4 separate regions of the Mus musculus genome follow, and regions 1, 2 and 4 are each linked to region 3. Evidence: chromatin contacts called from public Hi-C and promoter capture Hi-C data. All regions are on one chromosome and are shown on one strand. Each heading gives the region's core, a stretch centred on a gene start, on an enhancer-like site or on the middle of the called end of the contact. The rest is flanking DNA. Distances are from core to core; before and after follow the strand shown. Region 1 has its middle 16 kb from the start of Gm41955. Region 2 overlaps Nav1 (neuron navigator 1). Region 3 holds the start of Shisa4 (shisa family member 4). Region 4 overlaps Gm41955 (a long non-coding RNA gene).

Region 1 (6,402 bases), core at 1,716-4,215, 160 kb before region 3:
TAATGAGAACCTGTCTTGAGCAGCTCCTCACCCCAGGCCCATGTCTGACAAGTGTGGAACAAGCCGATGTTCTGGCTGTAGCCTATGAGATATCCTGAGTTTGAGCCCAGCTGCCAGGCACACCCGTATTCCTAATCCAAGAGCATCCTGAGACAATAACTGCTATTGTTGCTTTAAAATTCTGAGTTTTGGCCAGGCGTGGTGGTGCACGCCTTTAATCCCAGCACTTGGGAGGCAGAGGCAGGTGAATTTCTGAGTTCGAGGCCAGCCTGGTCTACGGACTGAGTTCCAGGACAGCCAGGGCTACACAGAGAAACCCTGTCTCAAAAAAAAAAAATCTGAGTTTTGGTGCTGGGCATGGTGGTACTCTCCTTTAATCCCAGCACTTGGGAGACAGAGGCAGGAGGATTTCTGAGTTCGGGCCAGCCTGGTCTACAGAGTGAGTTCCAGGACAGCCAGGGCTACACAGAGAAACCCTGTCTCGAAAAGCAAAAACAAAAACAAACAAACAAACAAACAAAAAGTCAAATAATAAATAATTGGGACTTTGGAGTTATTGGTCATATAGTAACAGACAGCAAATGCCCATGCATAGGATGTTGTAAGAGCATTGTGGAAATCTAGTGCTCATTCCTAGAATCCTATTACTCAGTCAGATTCTGAAGGAAGATTGTCACAAACAAAACAAACAAACAAAACCAAAACCTCCAGAGGCTATGGAGCTGGCTCAGTGGTTAAGAGCGCTTGTTGCTCTTGCAGATGATCCAAGTCCCAGCAATGGTTCCTGTACCACATGGTACTTCACAACTGTCCATAGTGCCAGTTTCAGGGGCTCTGACCCCTTTTTCTGGCCTCTGCAGGTGCCAGGTGCAGCTATGGTACGTGTGCACACATGCAGACAAAACTCTCAATAAGTTTTGTTTGTTTTTTTGTTTTCTTTAGACAGGGTTTCTCCATGTTGTCCTGGCTGTTCTAGAAGTCACTCTGTAGCCCAGGCTACTCTGTGGCCTCAAAACTCACAGAGATCCACCTGCTTCTGCCTCCCAAGTGCTGGGACTAAAGGCATGCATCACCACCGCCTGGCAAACATAATTTTTTTAAATAAAAAAATAAGATAAAATAAATGGACTGGGGAGATGGCTCCGCTGCTCAGTCAGTGATGTGCACCATTAAGGGCTTGTGTCAGTGTGAAGACCTGAGTTCACACAAAGGCCGGGGGTAGTGACTGACCTGTGCTTGTAATGCCAAACCCAGGGAGCCTGAACCTGACACCGACAGAAAGAGAGTATATGTTAAAGGGATGCTCCAGAAAGAACCAAACGACAACGAGATAGAAAATGGGTTAGAGAAACTGAATCGACATTTTGAAGAGACAAATGACACACCTATGAAAAATAGGGGTGTTTAAAAGGGGGAAATAAGGCAGGCTTGGTGGTGCACACCTTTAATGTCAGCAGTTGGGAGACAGAGGCAGACAGATTCTGTGATTTCAAACCCAGACTGGTCTATAAATTGAGTTCCAGGATAGCCAAAGCTACACAGAGAAACTACATAGTAAGACCCCCGTCTCAAAATGTTTTTGTTGTTTTTGAAAAAAGGGTGGGGATCAAAGTAAAGGAGACATCACTGAACTAAGTCAAGAAAATATCCCCAGACTGATCGGAAATAGCCTTCAAATTCCAGGGTGACAGGACATAGCAAGAACCAAAGCGGTGTTTGGAAACCAAAGTGTCACAGGTACAAGTGACACAACTGAAGCAAGAATAAATCAAATAGTCCTGTACCTTATAGAAAGAGAGAGAACAAATCCCATGATCAAAACTGTGGCCAGGGATAGTGGCGTACACCATTAAGCCCAGCATTTAGGAGGCCCAGGCAAGTGGATCTCTATAAATCCAAAAGACAGCCTGGTTCGTCTGACCAGCCAGGGCTATATAGTGAGACCCTATGTCAAAAATAAAAGAATAGTGTTGTGTGTGGTAGCACATGCACTCCAGCACTTGGGAGGCAGAGACAGGTGGATCTCTGTGAGTTCGAGACCAGCTTGGTCTACAGAGCAAGTTCCAGGAACCAGACTCTGGCTGTGGACAAAGCAGGGAGTCCTCTTACCCACTGAGCCATCTCTCTAGCCCCATATTTCCCCCTTTTAAACACCCCTATTCTTCATAAACTTGTCATTTGTCTCTCCAAAATGAATACTCAGATTCTCTTATCCTGTTTTTCTTTTCATTGTCTCCTACACAGAGAAACTTGTCTCAAGCAAACAAAGAAAGAGAATCGATGTCTGTTTTAGCTTTGGCTTCAGTATGAAGAAGTACTCTAAACAAACAAACAAACAAACAAACAGTTAAGAGCATGAACATATGTGTGCTTGGGGCTACTGTACAGCACTGGCCTTGCATACATACATGGAGCCCAGGGTTCCATTTTCAACACTAAAACATGGAAAAAACCTAAGGCCCTCCAGAGGTGTTTGTTGAGAGAATACAGATGTTGATTTTCTATTTGTGTCTGGAGGCCTCAGGGTACCCACTTCCAGCCTGAAGAACCTCTGGCCTAAAGAGGACAACCAGAACTTTTGCTTTCTCTTCTTTCTCTTTCCACTCCTGCCCCTGGAATTGGCTTGGGGTTCAACCCGAATTTTTGTTCTCTCCTTGTTGAACTGATCCCTGCAGTATAGATTTTCTTCTCTGCAAAAAGGACCGTGGGGAAAGATACCAGAAAAGGCAGTTTCACCTGGTCCCCACCTGCCCTCACTCCTCCTACTGGGATGTTTCCAGAAGGCTCTCAGGGCCCTGTGCTCCCCCAACTAATCGTTTTCATCGGTCCCTTGGGGAGCCTGTCTCCTGGGATAATCGAAAGCAGACCGGAGCAGGAACACTGGTCAGCAGCCCCACCCTGTGCAGTCACAGTTGCTGCAGCCTCAATGACAACCCAGCTGAACCCTTTGTTGGGTTCGTGACTTCAATCTATTTGCAGAGCGCTGGCACCCTGCGCAGCTGACAGAGCCCCATTCACTGGCCCGGGACTCACAGGACCACACCCGCCCACACACAAATGAGAGCAGTTCAGGTTACATCAACCTTGGAACCCATGGCTACAAAGGAGGTTGGGAACTGGGTAGCAGGGCCGCACCCCACCCCCCAGGTTGCTTGGGTGGCTGAAAAACACAGTTTGGCCTATTCTAAATCTCTGGAGTAGCAAAAGCATACGGCGGCCCTGGTTGTCTAAGATATCAGCAGGCAGGGGACAGTCCCACTCACTTTCCCCCAGGGTCCATGGTACAGTGTCACACCAAGCCTGGGACTTGTCTACACTTGTCCTGTGCACCTAAGTCTAGCTTTAGTGCTAGGCTTAGCTCTTCTCTACTATGATGCTCTGGCCTACGGATGCTGTTGCAGACAGCCTTAGCAACTGCAAGGAGTTTTTGGAATCTTTGAGCAAGGTTACCAAGGTGATCCTCACCTGGGCCCAACTTGGCATCACCTTCCTCCCTTTGACCCTTTGACCCTGTGGCAGGTACCTTGGTGTCCTCTGCCTCACTGTTTATTTTTCAGCAGAGCCCTTTGGCTTCACTGCCCAGATATAATCCTATTATATACCATTTTTCACTATCATGACTATACTATCCAAGTCCAATGTAAAGATGGCTTACCAAGGCTTGGGACATAACTCATTTGGTACATGCTAACACAGTAAGTGTGGAGCTCAGGGTTTGATCTATTGTACCACATAAATAGGGTGTGATCCATGCCTGTAATCACAACACACAGAAGGTGAAGACAGAAGGGCCAGAAATTCAAAGTCACCCGCAGTTCCAGGCCACCCTCACCCCACCCCCACCCCCCCAAACTCAAAAACTTCCCTGAAAACTTCCCCAAAATGACTTAGAAGCCAGACATGGCACTATAGCAGGACATCCCTATATAGTCTTAGCACTTGAAAAGCTGACAAAAGATGATCAGGTTCAGCCTGGGCTATATGTAGTGACAACCTATCTCAATGGAAAACAGACCAAACCAAACAGCAGCAGCAGCAGCAGCAACAACAACAACAACAGCAACAACAACAACAACTACAAAACGAAACAACAAAAAAGAAAGAAAGAAAGAAAGAAAGAAAGAAAGAAAGAAAGAAAGAAAGAAAGAAAGAAAGGAAGGAAGAAAGGAAAGAAGGAAGGAAGGAAGGAAGGAAGGAAGGAAGAAAGAAAGAAAGAAAGAAAGAAAGAAAGAAAGAAAGAAAGAAAGAAAGAAAGAAAGAAAGAAAGAAAGAAGGAAAAGGAAAAACTCAACTCACAAAAAGCAGATGTATTCCCTGATCTAAACTATGGACCCTTTTTTAAAGTTTAATTTACTTTCATTTTATGTGGGTGAGTGTTTGGTTTAGTTTGTTTTGGTTTTTCTTTCTTTTTTAAATCACATTATTTTTTTAAGAATTATTTATTTATTTTATTTATATGAGCACACCGTTGCTGTCTTCAGACACACCAGAAGAGGGCATCTATCCCTTTACAGATAGTTGTGAGCCACTATGTGGTTGCTAGGAATTGAACTCAGGACCTCTGGAAGAGCAGTCAGTGCTCTTAACCATGGAGCCATCTCTCCAGCCCCCTGTTTTGGTTTTTCAAGACAGGGTCTCTCTGTGTAACCCATACTGTCCTGGAACTAGCTCTGTAGACCAGGCTGGCCTCGAACTTAGAGATTCACCTGCATCTGCCGCCCGAGTGCTGGGATTAAAGGGGTGTGCCACACTGCCTGGTGTGTATTAGCGTTTTGCCTGTATATATGTTTGTGCATTAAATGCTCGCTCTATGTGTATGTGTGCGCTATGTACTGGTCTGGTGCCCACGGAGGCTGGAAAAGAGCATTAAATCCTCCGAACTGGCGTTGCAGGTGGTTGTGAGCCACCATGGGGTACGGGTCTTGAACCCAGGTACTCTGGAAGAGTAGCAAGTGCTCTTTCATTTCCCTAGCCTCTGAACTATGACCTTTTGGTCACTCTTTAAAACTGATAACCCAGGACTCAATTGATAAGGAATTTGCTGCATAGCCCTGGGTTTGATTCCCGGTGCTATAAAAGAGGCCTTGGCTACATAGCAAGTTCCAGACCAGCCTGGGCTACGGAGACCTTGACTTTAAAAAAGTGGGTGGTGAGGACAAATGAGCATATCATACCAAGTGAAAAAAACCCCATGTGTTGTATGATTCCATTGATATGAAATATGCAGAATATGCCAGTCTATAGAGACAGCAAACAGATTTCTAGTGCCAGTGCCCAAGGGGCGGGAGGTTTGGGAGTAACTGAAGAAAGATGTGAAAATGTTCTGCAATATGAAATATTCTTGATATTTTGGATTGTGAGCCTGGTTGAGCCATCTCTCCAACTTGGATTATATTATTTAAGATGGCAATTTTTAGTTAGGTGTGGTGGTATGCATTTTGTATTCTTAGCACTGTAGGGGCAGGATTGGAGAATTCCAGGTCATTCTTGCCTACATAGCAAGTTCTAGCCTAGCTTGGGCTATAGACTATGACCCCCATCCTAAAAACAATACAACTGTTCAAACACACACACACACACACACACACACACACACACACAAAGTGAGAGAGGATGTGTCAATTTTATGCTAAGTGAATGTGAATTAGATTTCAATAAGCTAGTTATTTTTTAAATACTGAATCTCATGTAGCTGAGAACTTGATGTGTAGCCAAAAATGATCTTGATTTCTGATCTTCCTGCTTCTGTCTCCCAAGTGCTGGGATTACAGGTGTGTGACAACAAGCCTTGTTTGCTCGTTGTTGAGGATGTAGGCCAAGCTTTTGTGCATCCCAGGCAAACCCTCTACCAACTGAGCTACATTCTCAGCCCAAAGCTACTGTTTTCAAAAATGTTCTTATATGATTTTAAAATGCCAGACAAGTAAAAAGAGGAATGAGAAGGCATTGAAAATCTCACCAGGAAAGGTAGCAGCTCCTAATCTACCAATGTTCTGCCAGACCTCTGGTGCCAGTGTATAAACTTACAGGTAATTACACTCAGCTTGACAACCATGATTTCATGGGAACCCGAGCCAAGCTTAGGAAAGAATTCTTCCAGAAGCCTGCTCTGCAACAGGTCATGTATGGTCAGGGCTGTGGTGACCAGAAGGGTGTAGTGTGGCTTGTAGAGAAACTTACAACTCTTCTTTTTAAATATATTTATTTAGCCGGGCGTGGTGGTGCACGCTTTTAATCCTAGCACTCGGGAGGCAGAGGCAGGCGGATTTCTGAGTTCGAGGCCAAGCCTGGTCTACAAAGTGAGCTCCAGGACAGTCAGGGCTATACAGAGAAACCCTGTCTCGATAAAAACAAAAAACAAAAAACAAAAAAAAAAAAAACCAAAAAAATCCAAAAATAAAA
Region 2 (6,433 bases), core at 497-2,996, 160 kb after region 3:
CTTCTGACCTGCAGCCCGAGCCTGGCCCCAGGCTTGCCTCTGGGGTATGGGAGGGGGGAGGTCAGTTTTGTTTCCTCTCCTCACCATCCCTACCTCAGACTTTTCTCACAGAGGGAAACATAGCTGCAGAAATAGAGGATGTAGCCTGAACGTCAAGTTTCCAAAAAGGAACTGAGTCTAAGTCACCCTGTGAGTCCCAGGGGGAGGGTGACCTTGGCAGATGCACCCTTAAACCCCCAAGGCCTTCGGGATGAGACTGTGTTGGCTCTGAAGGCTGGTGCCTCATGCTGTGTAGATAGATGCAGAGCTGCCCACATCAGCCTGTGGGGTCCAGCGTGTGTGTCTTTTCCCCCCAGTCTTTTCTCTAGTTTAGGGGAATATTGCTCCAAGGTACAGGGAGAGATTGATTGATAAAAAGCACTTTAAAAAGCAAAAGAGCCGTAAAAGTCAGGACACTGGTGTTTGGGTTATCCAAGTGTGGACTGGAGCTAATGTAAACTAAAGGCTAAGAGAGGAAGTGACCCGGACGGAGTATACAGTAAACAGAAGACCCAGAGGCCTGTTGGTCCTTTCTTTTCCATAAAGGGAGGCTGGAGCCAGAGGCCCCAAGGCTCTTGTCTCAACCAGTCAGCTTTAGGCTTCCCGACTTCCCTGGGGCCTCAGGGCAGGCATGAAGACACCAGGAGGCTGGAGCAGCTGCCTCTGCCCTGCTTCTGGGGGTGAGTCATTTGGGGTGTGACTCTTATAGCAGCTCAGCAATTCTCAGCTCCTTTGGCACGATCTTGGCCAGTGACTTGGCATGGAGAGATGTCCCAGAAACTTCCTTGGATAGGGGAAAGATTTGTCTATAGGGGGCTAAACTGTTGGATAACAGCTGAGTTAGAGCCTCCACTCTATCTCTATCTGGATTCCTATTTAGGGCTTGTGGGATGGGCAGGGGCTGTACCAAGGCTCCTGAAGCAACACAGACCACTTTCCCCTTACTTCCCTGACTGCCTCCTCCTAGTCCTCAGAAAGATGCTTAGGCATCTGGGACTAAGAGCCAACTCTTTTCTTTCTTTCTTTCTTTCCTTTTTTTTTTGTTTTTTGTTTTTTTGTTTTTTGTTTTTCGAGACAGGGTTTCTCTATGTAGCCCTGGCAGTCCTGGAACTCACTCTGTAGACCAGGCTGGTTTTGAACTCAGAAATCCACCTGCCTTTGCCTCCCAAGTGCTGGGATTAAAGGCGAGTTTCACCACCACCAGGGTAAGAGCCAGCTTTTTCAAGTCAGGGATATGAGTGGGCCTGTAGGGGGTAAGGGGAGGAGAAAGGTCTCAACAAGAAGCCCTAAGGCCAATGGATGAAGGCTCCCAAGGCCGAGGTTCAGCAACAGTTATGTGCTCCCACAGAGACTGCAATGATGCCCTAAAGGTAACAGGTCCTCTGACATTGAAGGCATGAAGGTGTGTCTGGATACTCCTCTGGCTGGCTGTGCCCTGAGCTAATAAAACTCCCTTTCCCCATGTCCCAAATTTGCATTCAGTTTTCTAGCACCAGGAGACAGAGAGGAACCTACCTCTAGTTCAACTGAGGAGGCTTCTGGTTCTTAATAAACAGGCCCTCTATGTCCATGCTCCACGATTTCCCAGTCTTGGCTGCCTGCTCACCTCCCCCCTCAGAACTCAGCTGGGCCCTCTGTCCCCCTTAGAGCTGACAGTATGAGCTCATCTGAACAGCCCAGGGAAGCCCAGAGGAACTGAATGGGAAATTCTGACTCACGGAGGGGTTGGTGCCAGAATGCTGCTCTTGGGGAAAAAGGCTGAGGGAGGGCTGTGTACCCTATAGCTGGGGGCTTGGGGGTTTCTGTAAGGGCTGGGGGAACAAGAGGGGATACCACTGGGTTGATTTTCTGGGTACCAGTATGTAGACCCTGTTGGGCACTCAGCCCTCCTTTAGGAGTGATAGAAGAGACTCGAGGACACCTGGCTGGTAGAGGGCTGATGAACCCAGGTGTTGGGATGCGGGGTACTAGCATCCCAGAGGGATGGGACTGAAAAGGAGGAGGGGTGAAGGGGTGTTCAGTAAACAAAGGCCTCTTGAAAAAGGAGGAGACTGTAGCCCACAGAGAGAACAGGTACCACAAACTGCACACCTGGCTTTCCACCCATACCCAGCCACCGTCACGGATGATAGCCTGTGTTCAACCATAAGCAAAGGCAAGACTGAGCAGGGTTTCTGCAGTGGTGCCGAGTTCCCCTTTCTTTGTAGCGCTGGCAATACGGGGGCCCCAAATGCCTGTGTTCACAGAGGCCAAGGCCCTCTGGTCAACCTGGGATGGCCATGTGGAGGTGTGGGGAGACACCGGCCCTTGCCCTCCAGACCCAGTAAGAGCACATCACCAAGGGCAGCCCAAGCTCACCTGTGAGTCACCTGGGAGCCTCGCAGGCTGGACATGGTTTCTTCCAGGTTCTGTCGGAGATCCAGAACGTTCTGTACTGTTCTCTTTCTCTGCGACTCTGGATCTGGCGAGGAGAAAAGAAAGAGGCGGTGAGAGGAGAGGACTCCTTGAAGGGACCTGGGAGTAAGGGAATGGGAGGCAGACACCATTATCTCCCAGAAGCCAGACCCTGGGGCCAGCCACCTGCTTCTTCTGTTCCTCAAAGATGACTGACAGTGCAGGTGCAGCTAAAGACCTCCATGTGTGTCCTGGGCTGGCTGAAGCCCCATACCCAACAAGGGCTACAGATAGGACCCCTCAGAGCCTCTCCCTGAATGACCACTGTTGCCTCTGGCTTTGGTTTCCTGTGGTAGAATGAAATGGGACACCCCTGACCCCCCCCCCAACCTCCTCTGGAGCAGTGTGTTGGTGTGTGCTTAGGGCTCTTGGAGGAGGGGACACTCTGACGAGCAGAGCTTGCCTAGTTCCACCATATAAGTATCCCTACACGGTGAGTTTCCATTTGTCAACATATCACAGAACATATCGTTCGAAGGGTTGGGACACATGGGGTTGCTCTGAGGGGTCTAAGAGGCCTCTGAGAGCCTCCTAAAGGTGAGGTGGCTAGTGGGAGCGGGAGATGAACAGCCATCTTCTGGGGTAGTTCAGACCCTATCCAAGAGTTAGAATCGCGAGTGAGGAAGAAGCATGGGCGGGGCCAGAGTCTGACCCAGTCAGGATCCCTGTGCTTAGCCTTGGTTTCCAGGCAGGATCATATTAGCCTGGGCAGACGAGAGAGCCTCTAACCGTACACGAAGCCTCACACTTTCTCCCATCTAGGGATGGAAATAGCATCCAAATGACAGAACAACCACAAGACCTTCTCCCTTCTATTGATCCACCAAAGAAATCTTTATCAAATCCCACTTGGGGCTGGGCGTGGTAGGGCACACCTTTCATCCTAGCACTCAGAAGGCAGAGGATGGTGAATATGAGTTTGAGGATAGTCTGGTTTACATATCAAGTTCTAGGCCAGCTGAGGTTACATAGTGAGGCCCTGTTTCAAAAGAGAAAAAGAAAAAAAAAAAAAGAAGAAGGAAATGAAAGAAAGAAAAACAGAAAAACCTCTTAAAAAAGCAAACAACAACAACAAAAACCCAAACCAAACCAAACCAAAAATAATCCAAAGACTCCAACTCAACTTGGTACCAGGACTGTGCTAGGCTCTGAGGACACTAACGAGGCTCTTGGACCGTGTCCCATGGATAACCTTTTACATAGGGATCCAAAGTCACTGTCACTGAAGGACCCAGCTTTCCCAATCCTCCTCAAGAGTTGGCTTCAGTAGTAAGTGACAGAGATAAGAGTGAGACCAGCCCTCTCCTCCCTTCCTCAACCCTTCCAGCCCTCTGTGCAAGCCAACCTTACCCTACTCCCAGGCCCAGCCTCTCCCCACCCACAGACTCGGCAGGGGAGCAAGCTCCTTCTGGCCGCCAAAGAGAACATTTCTGAATCCCCCAAGAGGTATTTTTGTTTTTTTTTTTTTCAAGACTGAGCTCAGGATGTCTGACTGTCACCGGCTGTCTGACTGTCACCGGCTGTTTGGCCAAGAGCGGCTGGGTGGGGTGGAAGGGCCATGCTGTATGGCTCTTCTCAGAGTCTCTGGGGCACCTTCTTCTTGGGCCAGCTCCAATCCTGAGCCCAGCCATCTCTGTCTTCCTCCCTTGAGGTCCTGTCCCTGTCCCCTAGCTTCTCAAGCCAGTCTCATGTACTCAGGGCTCCCTGTTGGTGTCAAGGAACAAGGAGAAATGGCAGGCCTCCATGCCCGGGGTCTGAGCTCTGTCCACAGCCCTGGCGTCATCTCGCTGGCTGCCAATGCCTGTTTATCCTGGCAAGTGTCGCCTGGTGAGCTGCTCCCTGCCTTTAAGTGATGGCTTGGCACGGGACACAGTCAGGGTCAAACAGTGTACACCTATATATTTTAAGGTTTAGTTCACAAGACCCTATGTGGGATCAAGAACAAGGCATGGGTTTCACAGAAGGGTGATGCCTTCTATAGTTTGGACGGAAATGAGCCAAGGTGCACATATCTCCAAAGGATGTTTCCAAAGAGGAAAGTGACGGAGAGTTATTCAGAGGCTTCTGGGTGTGCCCAGTCCTCTGCACACATCATCCAGTGGAATCCCAATGGGAGATTTGTGCTATTGTTCCATTTTACAGATGAGAACACTGACACTTCGAGATCAAATAAATTCCTCAAGGCCACACAGCTAGCATAAGCACAGGGTAGAGCTAGAGTCTGAAAGAAACTCAACCTCTTTTGATGTAACACTGGGCATTCCTGTGTCAGCAGTGACATGTACAGTGACTGCATACAGTAAGTGCTTAATGATATTCCAAGATTTAGTGAGTGCTACCACCATTTAAATTTTTTCATAAATGCGTGCGTATGGGTATATTTGTGTATGTATGTGTGTATATGTATGTATGTGTGCATAATGTTGTATATGTCTGTGTGTTGGATATTGTGGCATTAAAAATGTCCCCGTCTCTTTAAGAAAAAATGTTTAAGCCATACAGTTGGCCAGCTTCACTCCTAATTCTCTAGGCTTTGGGGGCACAGCAGGGAATGATGGGAATTAGAACCCAGAATCTTGGTAGTGACAGAGAACAATATACCAACTTCTGATATAACAATCATGGTGCAGCCGGGCGGTGGTGGCGCACGCCTTTAATCCCAGAACTTGGGAGGCAGAGGCAGGTGGATTTCTGAGTTCGAGGCCAGCCTGGTCTACAAAGTGAGTTCCAGGACAGCTAGGGTTATTCAGAGAAACCCTGTCTAGAAGAACCAAAAAAAAAAAAAAAAAAAAAAAAAAAATCATGGTATCATGGTGCCTTCTCTCCCCAACCTCCTCAAAGACCTCTACCCCAACCCCTACATTTTTCCATATCAACAGAGTAGAGTAGTGTACACACACACACACACACACACACACACACACACACACACACACACACACCAGGACGACTCTTCAAAAACCAAAAATACCAAGGTTCTGGAAATGGCTTGGCCCAGTCCTGCGTATCATAGAGGTGGGAGGCCAAGGTGCAGGAGCACAGCCATCTAGGGATGGCAGAGAGACTAAGAGTGATCTGCAGACCCCAGGGTAGGCTTAGAGAGGCAAGAAGGCTTGATTTAACGGGAATGGCCGGATCTGTTCAGTGCCCTGGCTGGGATTCTCCAGAAGCGGCTACACCCTAAAGCTCCATGGGTGCCTCAGCAGTGGCCCCTAGTGGCCAGATACAGTATGACACCTTACATTTCCACAGCTGGGTCTGCTCTGTGTGTGTGTGTGTGTGTGTGTGTGTGTGTGTGTGTGTGGTATGTATGTGTGTGTGGGTGATAGTTATACTTCTGATCTCCAAGTAAATTTTCCATGCTTAGCCTTTATTAAGTTATATTTTCCAAAGAACTCACCCTACCCCTTACCCTCGCCCCTCTGTGCCCTGTTCTACCCCAGCATCCAGCCTCTCTCTCACTGTCTGCAGTGAGAATGAAGATCTGGGAAGGGATGGAGCCATTCAAAGCACTAGCGATTTGTGATGACATTAACATTACCTAAAACATTATTCTCCTGGTTATGTCCCGATGTCTTGGAGGCTGCCTCTCCGTGTCTCGGTCAACCCTGTGGTCTCAGGATGTGGTCTGGGAGGAAAATGCTGAGGTCTGTCAAAGACGGAGGAGTCTCTTCCTACTGTTCAGGATGTTTCCAACCTATGTGAGACCTCTGTGCACGTTACAGCTAAGCTTTTGCAGAGCACATCATGGCTCCCAGGATATGTGTGTGTGTGTGTGTGTGTGTGTGTGTGTGTGTGTGTATCATGTGTGTCTGAGGAGTCTCACTACAGATCATCAGTCAAATACACTTGACACACAGGTGCATGCACACAGTAATGCCGGAGCCCCATGTTTGCCCCATGTGAGGCAGGACGCTAAACATATGACTTTGTGGTATTT
Region 3 (6,081 bases), core at 70-2,569:
GGGCTGGATGGGGGAAGGATTAGCAAAACTTTTAATTTTGGCAACTGTTTCTTTTCTTTTCTTTTCTTTTCTTTTCTTTTCTTTTCTTTTCTTTTCTTTTCTTTTCTTATTTGTTTGTTTATTTATTTATTTATTTATTTATTTGGTGGTGTTATCGTTTTTGAGATAGTCTCACTTTGTAGCCCAGGCTGGTCTGGAACTCTTTAGTGATGATCTTCCCGCCTCAGCCTTCTGAGTGCTGGGATTACAGGTGCGAGCCACCAGGCCGGGCTAGCAACTTCCATATTATTTTAAAAGGTAGCGGTACTCTATAGAGGGCAAGCGCCTTAGCTGGATCACAGTGCACCAGCCTGGAAACAAAACCCAAGTCTTCCTGCCCTCTCACCAGAGCGTCTACCAAGGCACTCTGCTGTTTGAATGTTAGTGTTAACTCAGCACACTCCCTCCCAGGACCTGTCAGGATCCAGAAAGCCCCTGGAAACAGCCCAGGCAAGCCCATGGTAACTAACACCAACCACCCAGCTCTGTCACCATTTGGAGTCCTGGTGACTCCTGCAGTTAAGAATGTGGAGGTGGGCACTGGAGCCAGCAGGAGGCCTCCGGAGAGGGGGTGGAGTGGGAGTCCGCAGCCCACCTGAAGGCCAGGCAGTGTTTCTGCTGTCTCTCGGTGATGAGTAAGGTCAGGTCCCTGCAGCAGTACCGCTGGTAGCAGGTCCCGCAGCAGAAGGTGAAGAACTCGCAGTCAAATCCCGGATGCCAGGAGCCATTCCGGTCCAGATACCACAAGCAGTCCTCACTCGCCAGCGCTGCGGGCAGGGGTGGAGGTGCCCAGTGGACACCAGTCCAATTCAGTTCTAGCCACCCTCAATCTCACTGCCTTGACAAGCTGAAAGCTCACTTTTGTTTCTACCCTAAGCTAGAAGTCCTAGAAGCCCCTTTCTCCCTGAAGCTGAACCCCGCGCCTGGGGGTCAGGTTCCCGCTGCCTGACCTCTCAGCGCCCTTTCTTTCCTGCTCCGGGAACAACCGCAAGCATCTGGGGGGCATGGACACCCGGAAGATAGCCTCTGAGGACATGGCTGGTCCCTTTCACCTCTCCCTGATCTCGCCCCACCCCACCCATCTCGTGTCGCTCTCCATCCCTTACCCAGAGGAGCCCCAAGCACCAGCAGGACGACGGCTGCGAGCGGCGCGGTCCCGCGGGGCCCCGCGGGCGGCATGGCGAGAGGGGGCTGGGCGCGGCCAGGACGGCCTGGAAAAGGGGCCGCAGGACAAAGCTGGACGAAGCCGGCCGGCGGGAGCTGCAGCACCGCCCAGCCCGCGGCCAGGCTCTGGCTCCTCTCCCGCCTTCTTGGGGCGGGACTAACGCCCCGCCTGCAGTAACCCTGCCAGGGCCCCGCCCAGGGGTCTGCCCACCAGCGACGCCCACCCAGCCTCAGCACCGGCCTGGTACCCCTCACCCCAAGACACAGCCCTGCTCTCTCTGTCCACAACAGTGTGGTGACTCCTTTAGTCTGAGCCCTTAAGGGCACAGCCAACAGCTGGTCACTGCGGTCAGGGAGGCCTGGCAGTACCCTGTGCCCGCCTCTCTCCTGAGACCAATCATTATCCCAGACCCCAGAAACACTGATCCTGGTGCCACCTCCTAATGAACAGCTCATGGGCCAACTCTGGAGGGGCAGGGCCGCACCTTCCCTTGTGTGGGACCTCCTCTGCTCTGGTGTCCAGTCTTGGACGTCCTGCAGGGGGAGGATGGGGCAGCGTCACCCTGCCCCCATTCCTAGAAACAGGCATCCATTGAGAGGAAGTTCAGAGAAGCTTTGTCCCCATCGGTGCCCACAGGGCCTGGGCCCTGGCAGCTGCACTGGCTCCTGAGATGGCCCCTTCTCCCTCTGAATGGACAGCTCCAACTATAGCCTCACTCCTCACCGGTAGGGGTGGCCGCCGCCACTTGAGACACAGCCAGTTAAACACTTTACAGTGGAAACTCTTTTTCTTCATGGAGCAAGCCTGCAAAAAATACTACATAAGCTATCAGGGTCAACAGTTAGTTACAGGTGGAAAGTCTCAAAGAAGAAAGTCAATGTACCTTTACCAACTCGTGTGGAGTTGATGCAGGACTCAGCGTCAGAGCCTGGGGCTCCAACGAGCCAGGTTTAGACAATTACCCTCAATAGACAATTAAAATAACCAAATTAATAGTGAAATGTATTCAATATGGCCACACTGGAAAGAGGGTCATGGAGATCTAGTGATTCCTTTCCATGCCCTAGTCCTGTGGGTCTCAGCCTTCCTACTGTGGCAACCCTTTGACACAGTTCCTCAAACTGTGGTGACTCCCAACCATAATATTATTTTCATTGCTACTTCATAATTGTAATTTTGCTACTGTTATGAATGTAATGTAAATATCTGTTTTCTGATGGTCTTGGGCAACCCTTGTGTGAAAGGGTGCTTCTAACCCCAAGAGGGGTCTCGGCACAAAGATCCTAGTCCATCTCAAGTAAGGGCAAAGCTTAAATAGAGAGTAAGATATTTGACTAAGTGGTCCAGGCAAGATGTGATTCCCCTGCCCATTACTGCCTTGGCTCCTAGTTGCTCCTGCAAGGTTACTGACAAACTGTAAAGTCTTTCACCAGGAGATATGTGCCTTTTCTGTATGCCCCTGGGCCTTCACCAATTCCTCACCCAGCGGAAAGTTCCTGGGGTCCATTTCTTGGAGTCCATTCTTTCAATACTCTGACAGCTAAAGAGGAAGCAAAAGTCCCTAAGCATTCGTTCACTGCTGCCAGACAGACAGGTAGTTACAGAATGTGGAGTAGTCATGCTCCACCTGCATGCAGTTCCCTGACCAGGACTACCGATCAGCTGAGGCAGAGTAATGGCTACCTTAGTCTCCTGCCATGGACACTTAAGAAAATATTTTTTATGTGTCTGAGTATTTGCCTGCATGTGTGCATGTGTACTACACGCATGCCTGGTGCCCTTGAGGGTGTCTGATGCTCTGGAGCTAAACTTATGGGTAGTTGTGAACCATCCCATGGGCACTGGGAACCAAACCTGGGTCTTCCTTCAGCAAGGGCACCAAGTGCTCTGAACTGCCGAGTCGTCTTTGAAGCCCACGCCATAAGGCCCTCTAATATTTGGGCATCTACCTCATCGGACTCTTTGCACAACTCCCCTAGCTAAGCCACACTGGTAAATATTTCTATCATTACCATCACAGACTATAACTCAAATGTTAAAGGTTTAAGGTAGAGTAGCAAATGGTGAAGCAAACAGTAGGGCCCATTATCTCTACACAGGCGGATCTTGACTTTCAGCTAAAGGGTACACGGACCGAAAATGCTTCCTGGTGTTCAGGGTGAGGGAACCAGAGGTCATGGGCAGCAAAGCAGAATGCCAGTGAGTTAGGGAAAGGAAATCACGGAAGGATAGCCCTAAAATTATTCTTGTAGGTGGTGGCACATCCTTCCAGAGAGAGAGAACAAGAGAAGCATGCTCCGGCCACCAGAAGAGGCTGGCAGGAGTGTGTTGGACAGTCATAAATACCACTGCCAAGGACATGTCTTGACTCAGTACCACCTATGTCTGCCCACCCATTGCTGTCCTTCTTCCTCTATCATGAGCTCCATGAAAGCAAGGCTACTGTCACCAAGCTGCGGAAGTAGGTGCCCAGCAAAGGACTGTCCCTCCTGTCCCAAGTTGACTCTGCTCTCTTCTACGTGAGTGCTTTAGATCCACCTTGCCTGTCTCTGTATTATTCGGTATCTTGTTTGTTTCTTTTTAAAGATTTATTTATGTATTTTATGCATATGAGTACACTGTAGCTGTCTTCAGACACAACAGAAGAGTGCATCAGATGTCATTACAGATGTTTGTGAGCCACCATGTGGTTGCTGGGAATTGAACTCAGGACCTCTGGAACAGCAGTCAGTGCTCTTAACCTCTGAGCCATCTCTCCAGCACTGGTATCTTGTTTATAAAAAACAAAACACTTTATTACTTTTATTTGTGTGACATTAGGTAAGAGGATAAATTGTAAGAATTCATTTTCTCCTCCCAACATGTAGGTTCGAGGGATCTTAACTCAGGTCTTTAGGCTTGGCAATGATTGCATTTTTCAGCTGACCCATCTCACTGGCCCACTCCCCTGACCCCTCCCCCCTTTAAAACAAAACGAAACAAAAACAGATTCTCATGTATAGCCCTGGCTGGCCTGGAGCTTGAAGGCTGGCCTCTAACTCATAGAGATCCAGCTGCCTCTGCCTCCCAAGTGCTGGGATTGAGGGCGTGAACTACCATACCCAGTTACGTCAGTGGCTTTGTGTTTGGAAAATTCTAGGATAGGGGATTAGGATTCAGAGCGAGGGTGCCCACGCAGGTTGGGATTCTCATGTACGAACATGCACACAGTCATGGACAAAGGGTGGCCTTGCCTCAAAACTCTCAGTGCTGGCAGAAGCACGTGACCCACTACTTCCCGACTGGCCCTTCTTGACAGGGGATGCTGAAGCACAGAAATGAATAGTGAGCATGCGCTGTATTTCCATAGTGGACCCAAGTCCTGAGAGGACCATGGAGCAAAGACTGAGGAACGGGAGTGAAGACTTGCAAAAGATAGTGTTCTTTATATTTGTTCTTGTAGTAGTGGGCACCTTTGAGGGGAGGTCAAAGGTACTGGCCAGTGTGGGGTGTCACCCTGCCACCCAGCTACTGATAGAAAGGGGTACTCTTCCTCCAGAGGGTTTATAATGTCTTCAAGGACCTCTCAGAATGCCAGGCTCCTGCTGGTCTGCAGTGTTCTCTGCAAGCTGAGTGAAGCTACTGCAGTGTGGACTCCAGCATGGAGGATGAAGCGGGTAGATGAACTGGTGCGAGTGGAAGGAGCGGCCACCGTCTTAGGCAGTCTGTCTGGCCCTAGGAGCCGCCCAGGCAGTGAGGTGTATGGAGAGTGCCAGGTTATCTTTAAATGGCACTTTACTCAGCCTGCAGCTCTGCCAGCTGGGCAGGGTGGGGGCAGACAAGTTATTTTGAGATCTGAGAGTGAGTGCGAAGGCTGTTTACAGCTCTCCTGTCTGTCCCCTCTCCTGGGAAGAGCTTAGGGCCAGATCCTCGTCTCAAAACTCAGCACTCCAGCTGGGGTTTGTGTGCAGCCATCCTAGCACAGATGGGAACTGTTGAATTCGGACGCACAGGAACTTTCTTAACACATTTAGGTGATGATAATTCCATTAGATTCAAGGTCATACTAGCAAACTAAACCTAAGCCTCACTTCAAAGTGCTTTGTATTGTACTGGCTTTATTTAATTCTTACAGTCCCCTGTGGTACAGATACCAACATACCTGTTCTGTGGATTTGGAAAGATAGAAATTTTAAATACATCTTGCCCAAAATTATCAAAGCTGGCATGTGGTCCTGCACAGACTCAAAATCCAGCCTGGCTCCAGAGCCCATGTTGTGAACCACAAACTACGTGTCCTGCTCTGCCACTTCCTGACTGCTAGCTCAAAGCCACCTGACCCCTCTGGTCTTGCTGCTCTCTTGTAGAAACTCCACCCTGTCTTTCTGGCTGGAGAGGGCTTAAGGTGAAGCTAAGGTGTCACTGGCCTGGCTTCTCTGCCATTGCTAGCTAACCTTCTGGTCAGGGATGAGGAGAGAAGCTGTCGAGGGAAATGAGAGTTAAGAATCTGCTCAACTACAAAGTCAGATGTAAAAATGATTTCTTCTTTTTGGGACAGAGTTTTCTGTGTACTCTTAGCTGTCCCGGAACTCACTATATATAGACCAGGCTGGCCTTGAAGTCAGAGGTTAGCCTGCCCACCTGCTTCTGTCTCCTAAGTGCTGAGATTAAAGGTATGCACACCTGGTTGAAAAAAAAATTTTTTTTTAAATTGAAATGGATCAGACTGAGTCTACCCTACCACCTAGTGGGGGAATTTAGTGCCAAACTCTGGGGTAAGCACTCCAGGCCTGTTTCCTCTGGTTTTAACACATACTCACAATATGCAGTAAGTTCTGGCCCATGTATACATCCTAGATATAGTGCTCTTCAGATATCCCCTGTGGCCTTCTTCCAAA
Region 4 (6,107 bases), core at 1,113-3,612, 180 kb before region 3:
GAGGGTAGTCCTAAGGTTTTGGCCCACTGAACTCCCTGCCTGTAGGGATAACTGTAAGCTGGAACACTGACTACATGGCCAGCAGAAATGGAACAGGAAGCCCTGAACTGGCCAGCACCAGGGTGATAAGCTGAAGGGTGCTTGCCCACAAGAACCAAGGTCGGCTATGGCCTGTGTGTGGCACTTCTCCTGCTCTTCCCTCCTACTCTCCTATTGCTGGTCCTTTTGCCTTGCCCAGAAAGCGTATTCCTGGAATTCTGTGCTACCCCACCTCTCCATCCTTCATGATGGTCTTCTTAGATCACCTTTCTACCTTTCTGAGAGCTCTCTGAAAAGGGATGTAACAAAGTGTAGAACACTGGAGCTGGGTTCTGAGGTACACACCTGAAATCAAAACACTTGGAAGACTGAGGCAGGAAGATCACACATTTAAGGCCAGCTGGGCAAACAGTAAATACATTTGTTCAGTGTTGGACTCTGGGTGTAGCTCAGTCGATCGAGCTCTGGCTTCTGTTTCCAAAACCACACAAGACTGGGCAGGGTGGCTCAGGCCTGTAATCTCAGCGCCATTCCAGTACTGGGGAGGTAGAGGCAGGAGGATCAGAGGTTCAAGGCCAGCCTGGGATAAGTGAAACTGTAGCCTCCCCCAGCCTGAAGCGGGCTGGTACAAACCTTGTTACTGAGGTGGGCCCACCTGCGGTGCAGCTTTCTGACTTGGCTGGCTTCTTTTGAAGTGACAACTGCCCTGAGATTCTGCCACCTGCCAAGAGTCTGAACCTGTCTTCCTGAGAGATTCCTGAATAAACTGCCAGCCTGGCAGCCTGGAATGACTCCAGGCACCAAGAGTGGAACTGGCGACTTACTGCTAACGGCTCTGGCGGACTAGTGCTAACAATGTGGCAACAAAACATCAAGAAGCCTGGCATGGCAGGGGATGGGCTTCCCCCCTTTATAAGCACAGACTGCTAGTAAACATTGAGCCTTGAACAGGGAATCATCTTGGCTCCATTATTTCTCTGGATCTTTCAGCCCCAGCCTGCCTCCCAGGTGTACCCAGTCCTTGTAAGCGGCAGGCCGGCTTGCTACATGAAATAATTTATCAAAAACGTTTAAAGCCGGGCGTGGTGGCACATGCCTTTAATCCCAGCACCTGGGAGGCAGAGGCAAGTGGATTTCTGATTTCGAGGCCAGCCTAGTCTACAAAGTGAGTTCCAGGACAGCCTGGGCTATACAGAGAAACCCTGTCTCAAAAAACAAAACAAAACAAAACAAAACAAAACAAAACAAAAAAAAAAAAAAAAGCCGGGCGTGGTGGCGCACGCCTCTTTAATCCCAGCACTCGGGAAGCAAAGGCAGGCGGATTTCTGAGTTCGAGGCCAGCCTGGTCTACAAAGTGAATTTAAAAACTGTTTAAAATTTTTTAAGGCCAGATGAAGTGGTATTTGTCTTGAACACCATCACTGCAGAGGCAGAAGCAGTTGGATCTCTAAGAGTTGGAGCCAGACTGGTCTACACAGCTAGCCAGGGTTACATGGTGAGACCTTGTTTCAAAATTATAACAACAACAATAACAATAATGTATATACACAAGTAATACACACATTTCATATGTGTACATGTACACACGTGAGCACACACAGTTCTCTATTCCCTTTTTTTTTTTTTTTTGATTTTGGTTTTTCCAGACAGGGTTTCTCTGTGCAGCCCTGGATATCCTGGAACTCACTCTGTAGACCAGGCTGGCCTCGAACTCAGAAATCTGCCTGCCTCTGCCTCCCAAGTGCTGGGATTAAAGGCTCTATTCCCTTTCGTGCCTATCTTTCTCCATTGACTGCTTTTTTTTCCTTATCTCTCATCCCCTCCTTCCCAGTGATGGCTTCCACCTAATCCTTCAGTCAAGTCAGGAGAGACCTGAGTTTCTCCCTTGATGCGGGCAGATGAATGAGATGCCCGCTCAACCCAAGAGGCTGCTGCCAAGTGGTACAGCAGAGCTGGCCCTGCCACTTTGTCCCTTCCCGGTCAGTCTGGTTGTGGACATCTGTTTCTTTAACTGCCGATTTGTTGTGGTGGTTAATTAGCACTTATCTGGATGTCAGGCCCCTGAGGGGACACCCTGGAGCAGTCCTTATAACAGTCATCTCCTTCAGCTGGGCTTACAGTCTGAGAAAAAGAGACCAATCCTTCAGTCTTAATGTCCCCCAGCCCTGGCCTTCACCTGCGGGGCCTGGGTACCAGCCCCTTGTGCCTCTTAAGCCCTCTTGCAAGCCAGGAGCGCAAGCAGCCTGCTGCAGCTGGCCTGAACAGGACTGGACTGGGAACATCTCCAACCCCCCAGAATGGCCCAGTGTCAGTTTCAGGCCCTCATGGGGCAGGAGGAGGCTGAGGGTGGGGCTGCCAAAGTCAACAAAGCCTGTTTCCATGCGCAAGGACCTGTTTGGCACCTGCGATCCTGTTTTCCAGCCCATGAGCCTTCTCCCTGGGGTCAGCTGGAGGTCCCCTCCCTCTCGTCCCCAACTCCAAAGCTTCTCCTTCTTCATCATGAGGTCTGCTCAACTGTCCTACAGACCCAGAGACCTGTGACACACTCCAGCGTGAGCCCCATTGCCTCTAGAGCAGTGGCTCTCAGCCTTCCTAATGCTGGGGCCCTTTAATACAGTTCCTCATGTTGTGGTGAGCCCAACCATAAGCTTATTTTTGTTGCTATTTCATAACTAATTTTGCTACTGTTATGAATTATAATGTAAATCTGTGTTGTCCCAGGTCTTAGGCGACTCTTGGGAAAGGGTTGTTCAACCCCCAAAGGAGTCATGACTTCTACATTCTTGTACCAAACATCTCTCATAGTCTACAGATCAGACCCACAGTCTAGGGCTATTTGCATGAGCTTATTTATTTGTTTTTAATTCTTTTAAGATTTGCTTATTTTATGTGTGTGAGCGTTTTGGCTGCATGTGTATGTGCCTGTGTATAGTTCTAAGCTGCAACCGGGTGGATACCGGGGACTGACCAAGTCCTCAGCAAGAATGACAAGGGTTCCTAACTGCTGAGCCATCTCACCAGCCCCCATTTACATGACTTGATCTTCATCTCCTACGCTAGCATGGCCATAGCTTCTGTCCAGCTAAAGAACTCTATTTTATCTGAGGAACTTCTCCAAAGACCAATCGTCAATGGAGGCATCCAGGTCTTACTATGTAGCTGTAGCTGGCTTGGAACTCATTATGTAGATCTGGCTGGCCTCAAACTCTCTGAGGTCTCCCTGACTCTCCCCTCTCAAATGAATGCTGGGCTTAAAAGCATGTACCCTAGGCCTGGCTTTTCCTACCAGTTATTGAATCTCTGGCAGTTTTGGTTTTGGTTTTGGTTTGTCTTGTTTTTTGAGATAAGGTTTCTCAGTGAGGACGTGGCTGTCCTGGAATTCACTCTGTAGACCAGGCTGGACTTGAAGTGAGAGATCTACCCTCTTGCCTCTGCCTCCTGAGGGCTGAGATTAAAGGCAAGGCGGGAATCACTGGTGTTTTGATCTGTTACTTAGTGATTTATACCTGGTCTCATTCTTCAAAGCCCCCTCCCTCCCTCTCAATGAAAGGCCTTTTTATATTTATTTATTTTTTGCATGTGACTTTTCCCCTAGACTAAGAATTTAAGTCTTCATGCATATTAGACAAATTCTCTACTACTGAGCCCCAACCCTTAATTATTCTTCCTTATTTTTAATTAAAAAATACTTATATGTGCTGGGCGCGGTGGCGCACGCCTTTAATCCCAGCACTCGGGAGGCAGAGGCAGGCAGATTTCTGAGTTCGAGGCCAGCCTGGTCTACAGAGTGAGTTCCAGGACAGCCAGGGCTACACAGAGAAACCCTGTCTCAAAAAACAAAAAAAACAAAAACAAAAACAAAAAACGTATATGCATAGCATGTATGCCTACATGCATGTGCAGGTGCCCTCTGAGGCCAGAAGAAGGGTAGAATCCTCTGGAACTAGATTTATGAGCTGCCCAGTGTAGGTGCCGGGAACTACATCGAGTCCTCTGCAAGAACAACAAATGCTCTTAACCACTGGGCCATCCCATCAGCTTCTATTTCTTTGTTTCTGAGAGTCCATCTGCCCTACACTGACTTCAAGCTCTGCGTAGCTGAGCATGGACTTGAACTGATACTCCTACCTTCACGTCCCAGAGCTACAGCAGCACTCTAGTCTTAGTCCTGCGAAGGATGGTACCCAAGGCTTTGCGCTTGCTAGGCTTGCTCTCTACCAACAAAGGCACAGTTCCAGCCCTGGAGCCATGTTTATTCATTTTGTTAGTCAATTTATTATTTATTTACTTAAATTTAGAAACAAGGCCCCACTATGTAACCCAGCCTTGATTTACCATCCCCCTGACTTAGCCTCCCGGATATTAAGATTACAGATGCCACCCCTAAAATATCTTCAACCTAAACTCCCAGTTGCCAATACTACGGAGGTGGCTATCTCCCTTCAAGATGAGTACTAAGCTGGGCTAGATACTATCACTGAGTTGATAGTAAATATATGTGAAGCTGACGTTCAACAGTGTTTTGGTTTTTTTTTTTTTTTTTTTTTTTTTTTAATCTCCCCATCACATAAGCTGTTTTGGTTTCTGCAGGGGCAACTTTAGTAAGTTCCCAAGCCCAGCCTTGGTTCTCCTGACTCCCCCAGGGTCAAACCAGACTCCCTGGCTCACAACTGCCTCTGTCAGGGAAGAAGCCTCCGGCCACCCTCAAGCCTCCTCCTAGTCAATGCCTGCAGTCGCAGAGTGAAGAAAGAAAGCATTGATTTAACTAACAAATGCACTCAGGGTGTAGCAAGCTTGGGTACAAGTGCCACCAATCCACAGGCCTCTCCCTTGCTCAGGGAAGGACAGCAAAGCTCTTGCCGCTGCAATAGGCTGATTTGCTTGGCAAAGTCTGAGGGTGTTGTGTGGTTATATCCAGGTAAGTTGTACAGCAGCTGCAGATGGGCAAAGACAGCGCCAAGCAGGCTGCTGGTCCAAATACAGCTGTGGCTATCTCCCCACCGAGCATCCTTCTTTATTAGTCCAGATTCTCTCTCTACCCTGATACCAGTTTGCTTGCTCAGGTGTTGATACCTGGCAAAGAGGAGCCAGCCCTTCCCCAACATCAGTCTAACAGGGATAAAGATTACGGGTTTTTTGTTTGTTTTGTTTTGTTTCCGAGACAGGTCTCAAGGTGTAGCTCTGGCTGTTCTGGAACTTGGTATGACCAAGTATATCCTGAGTTCAAGGCTAAAGCAATTCAGCAGGGAGCCCCGCCTCCTCTGAGCTTGGGCTTGCTCCTTGGGCGGAGCATAAGACGTCCCTAAAGGCCTTTGCCCTTCTCCCCCACGCTTGGCGGGAGCCTTGGTTGCCTCGCCCCAGCACGGCCCTACTTCATCACCCCTCCTCCTTGCCCTGGGCGCGGTTGTCCTACCTCCCCCAGGAGGCTCCTGGGGCGCGGGTCCCAGGTCTGTACAAAGAGTCCTTTGTCTGGGCTGGGAGCAATTGTTCTCCCCTTTATGGAAACAAGGGCTGGGTCTTATAATCAAGCTTTCAGAGGCTGGATCAAAGGGCACTGTAGCTTGGGGTGTCGGGATTACGGAGCTGTCCTCAGGGAACTGCTGACAGCCTGTCATCCGTCTCTAATCCTCGTACCCTTTTTTTCGTGGGCTGAACCTGTGTGAGCCTTGGGGTGCAAGGAAGCTGGGGGAGACCGGCTCTCTCCTCCTGCTGGCTCTCAGGGCTCAGGTTACAGCCCCTGCCAGCAGGGCACTGGGTGTGAACGTGCAGAGAGGCACTACCTGGTGAGAAAGGGTGGTGACTGATTTGGCTCAAAGCCACCAGATCTCCCAGATCCTCTGTCAACGTGAGTGGAGGTGGGAGCGCATGCCCTCAGATTCACAGAGGCCTCCCTCCTCCCATCTGGGCGTGGCTTCCTCTCTGTGGAGATACCAGGGCCTGGTCCCCTGCTCTGCCCACAGCTTCCCCTCATTCTGCCTGTGGTTCCCTGGACCTATCTCTCTTTTTCCACCTCTCCACCTACTTTAAGGTCCTTCCCACCACCCTTGCATCTCTTATTTTGCAACAAG

Evidence for each region. Promoter capture Hi-C pulls out the DNA fragments that hold promoters and counts their contacts. Hi-C and Micro-C count contacts between places; a contact is called where the count stands out from the background.
Region 1: a promoter capture Hi-C map of embryonic stem cells shows a contact between it and region 3, with 5 times the contacts expected there. The contact joins the enhancer-like site here to the promoter of Shisa4 in region 3. A contact is called at or near these places in 6 of 39 promoter capture datasets (the HPC-7 cell line, HPC-7-derived erythroid cells, cranial neural crest and 4 more), 1 of 15 datasets of contacts at CTCF or cohesin (pro-B cells), 2 of 484 Hi-C or Micro-C datasets (bone marrow-derived macrophages and embryonic stem cells), 11 of 115 datasets of contacts at active chromatin or transcription factors (bone marrow-derived macrophages, embryonic forebrain, embryonic midbrain and 5 more) and 4 of 9 other capture datasets (adipose tissue, embryonic stem cells, liver and 1 more).
Region 2: a contact with region 3 is called in a Hi-C map of muscle stem cells, with 2.5 times the contacts expected there. The contact joins the enhancer-like site here to the promoter of Shisa4 in region 3. A contact is called at or near these places in 8 of 39 promoter capture datasets (the 3T3-L1 cell line, 3T3-L1-derived adipocytes, liver and 3 more), 1 of 15 datasets of contacts at CTCF or cohesin (the NIH/3T3 cell line), 31 of 484 Hi-C or Micro-C datasets (the BV-2 cell line, the CH12 cell line, ECoMG-derived neutrophils and 18 more), 1 of 115 datasets of contacts at active chromatin or transcription factors (pancreatic cancer cells) and 2 of 9 other capture datasets (adipose tissue and embryonic stem cells).
Region 4: a promoter capture Hi-C map of 3T3-L1-derived adipocytes shows a contact between it and region 3, with 5 times the contacts expected there. The contact joins the enhancer-like site here to the promoter of Shisa4 in region 3. A contact is called at or near these places in 21 of 39 promoter capture datasets (the 3T3-L1 cell line, 3T3-L1-derived adipocytes, the C10 cell line and 13 more), 3 of 15 datasets of contacts at CTCF or cohesin (the NIH/3T3 cell line, embryonic stem cells and pro-B cells), 9 of 484 Hi-C or Micro-C datasets (the C2C12 cell line, the HL-1 cell line, adipose-derived mesenchymal stem cells and 5 more), 30 of 115 datasets of contacts at active chromatin or transcription factors (VIP interneurons, astrocytes, bone marrow-derived macrophages and 16 more) and 2 of 9 other capture datasets (adipose tissue and pancreatic islet).

The regions. Positions count from the first base shown.
Region 1 is chr1:135,214,801-135,221,202 of GRCm38.p6, forward strand. No RefSeq gene overlaps it. Among named protein-coding and RNA genes, the nearest start is that of Gm41955, 16 kb to the left of the region's middle. Within about 2 kb of position 2,966, at least 35 of the 459 cell types and tissues checked have an H3K27ac peak or open chromatin away from gene starts, as enhancers often do. A contact at or near this core is called in embryonic stem cells, where this site is marked.
Region 2 is chr1:135,534,800-135,541,232 of GRCm38.p6, forward strand. Nav1 (neuron navigator 1) reads right to left here. Exons shown (of 30, transcript NM_173437.2): 2 at 2,398-2,500. Among named protein-coding and RNA genes, the nearest start is that of Gm32940, 26 kb to the left of the region's middle. Within about 2 kb of position 1,747, at least 115 of the 459 cell types and tissues checked have an H3K27ac peak or open chromatin away from gene starts, as enhancers often do. A contact at or near this core is called in 3T3-L1-derived adipocytes, the BV-2 cell line, the CH12 cell line and 12 more, where this site is marked.
Region 3 is chr1:135,373,744-135,379,824 of GRCm38.p6, forward strand. It overlaps Shisa4 (shisa family member 4), which reads right to left and starts at 1,320. Exons shown (of 5, transcript NM_175259.4): 1 at 1,146-1,320; 2 at 635-806. The coding sequence starts at 1,218.
Region 4 is chr1:135,193,754-135,199,860 of GRCm38.p6, forward strand. All of the region lies in intron 1 of Gm41955 (a long non-coding RNA gene), which reads right to left. Among named protein-coding and RNA genes, the nearest start is that of Gm41955, 5.3 kb to the right of the region's middle. Within about 2 kb of position 2,363, at least 27 of the 459 cell types and tissues checked have an H3K27ac peak or open chromatin away from gene starts, as enhancers often do. A contact at or near this core is called in 3T3-L1-derived adipocytes and embryonic stem cells, where this site is marked.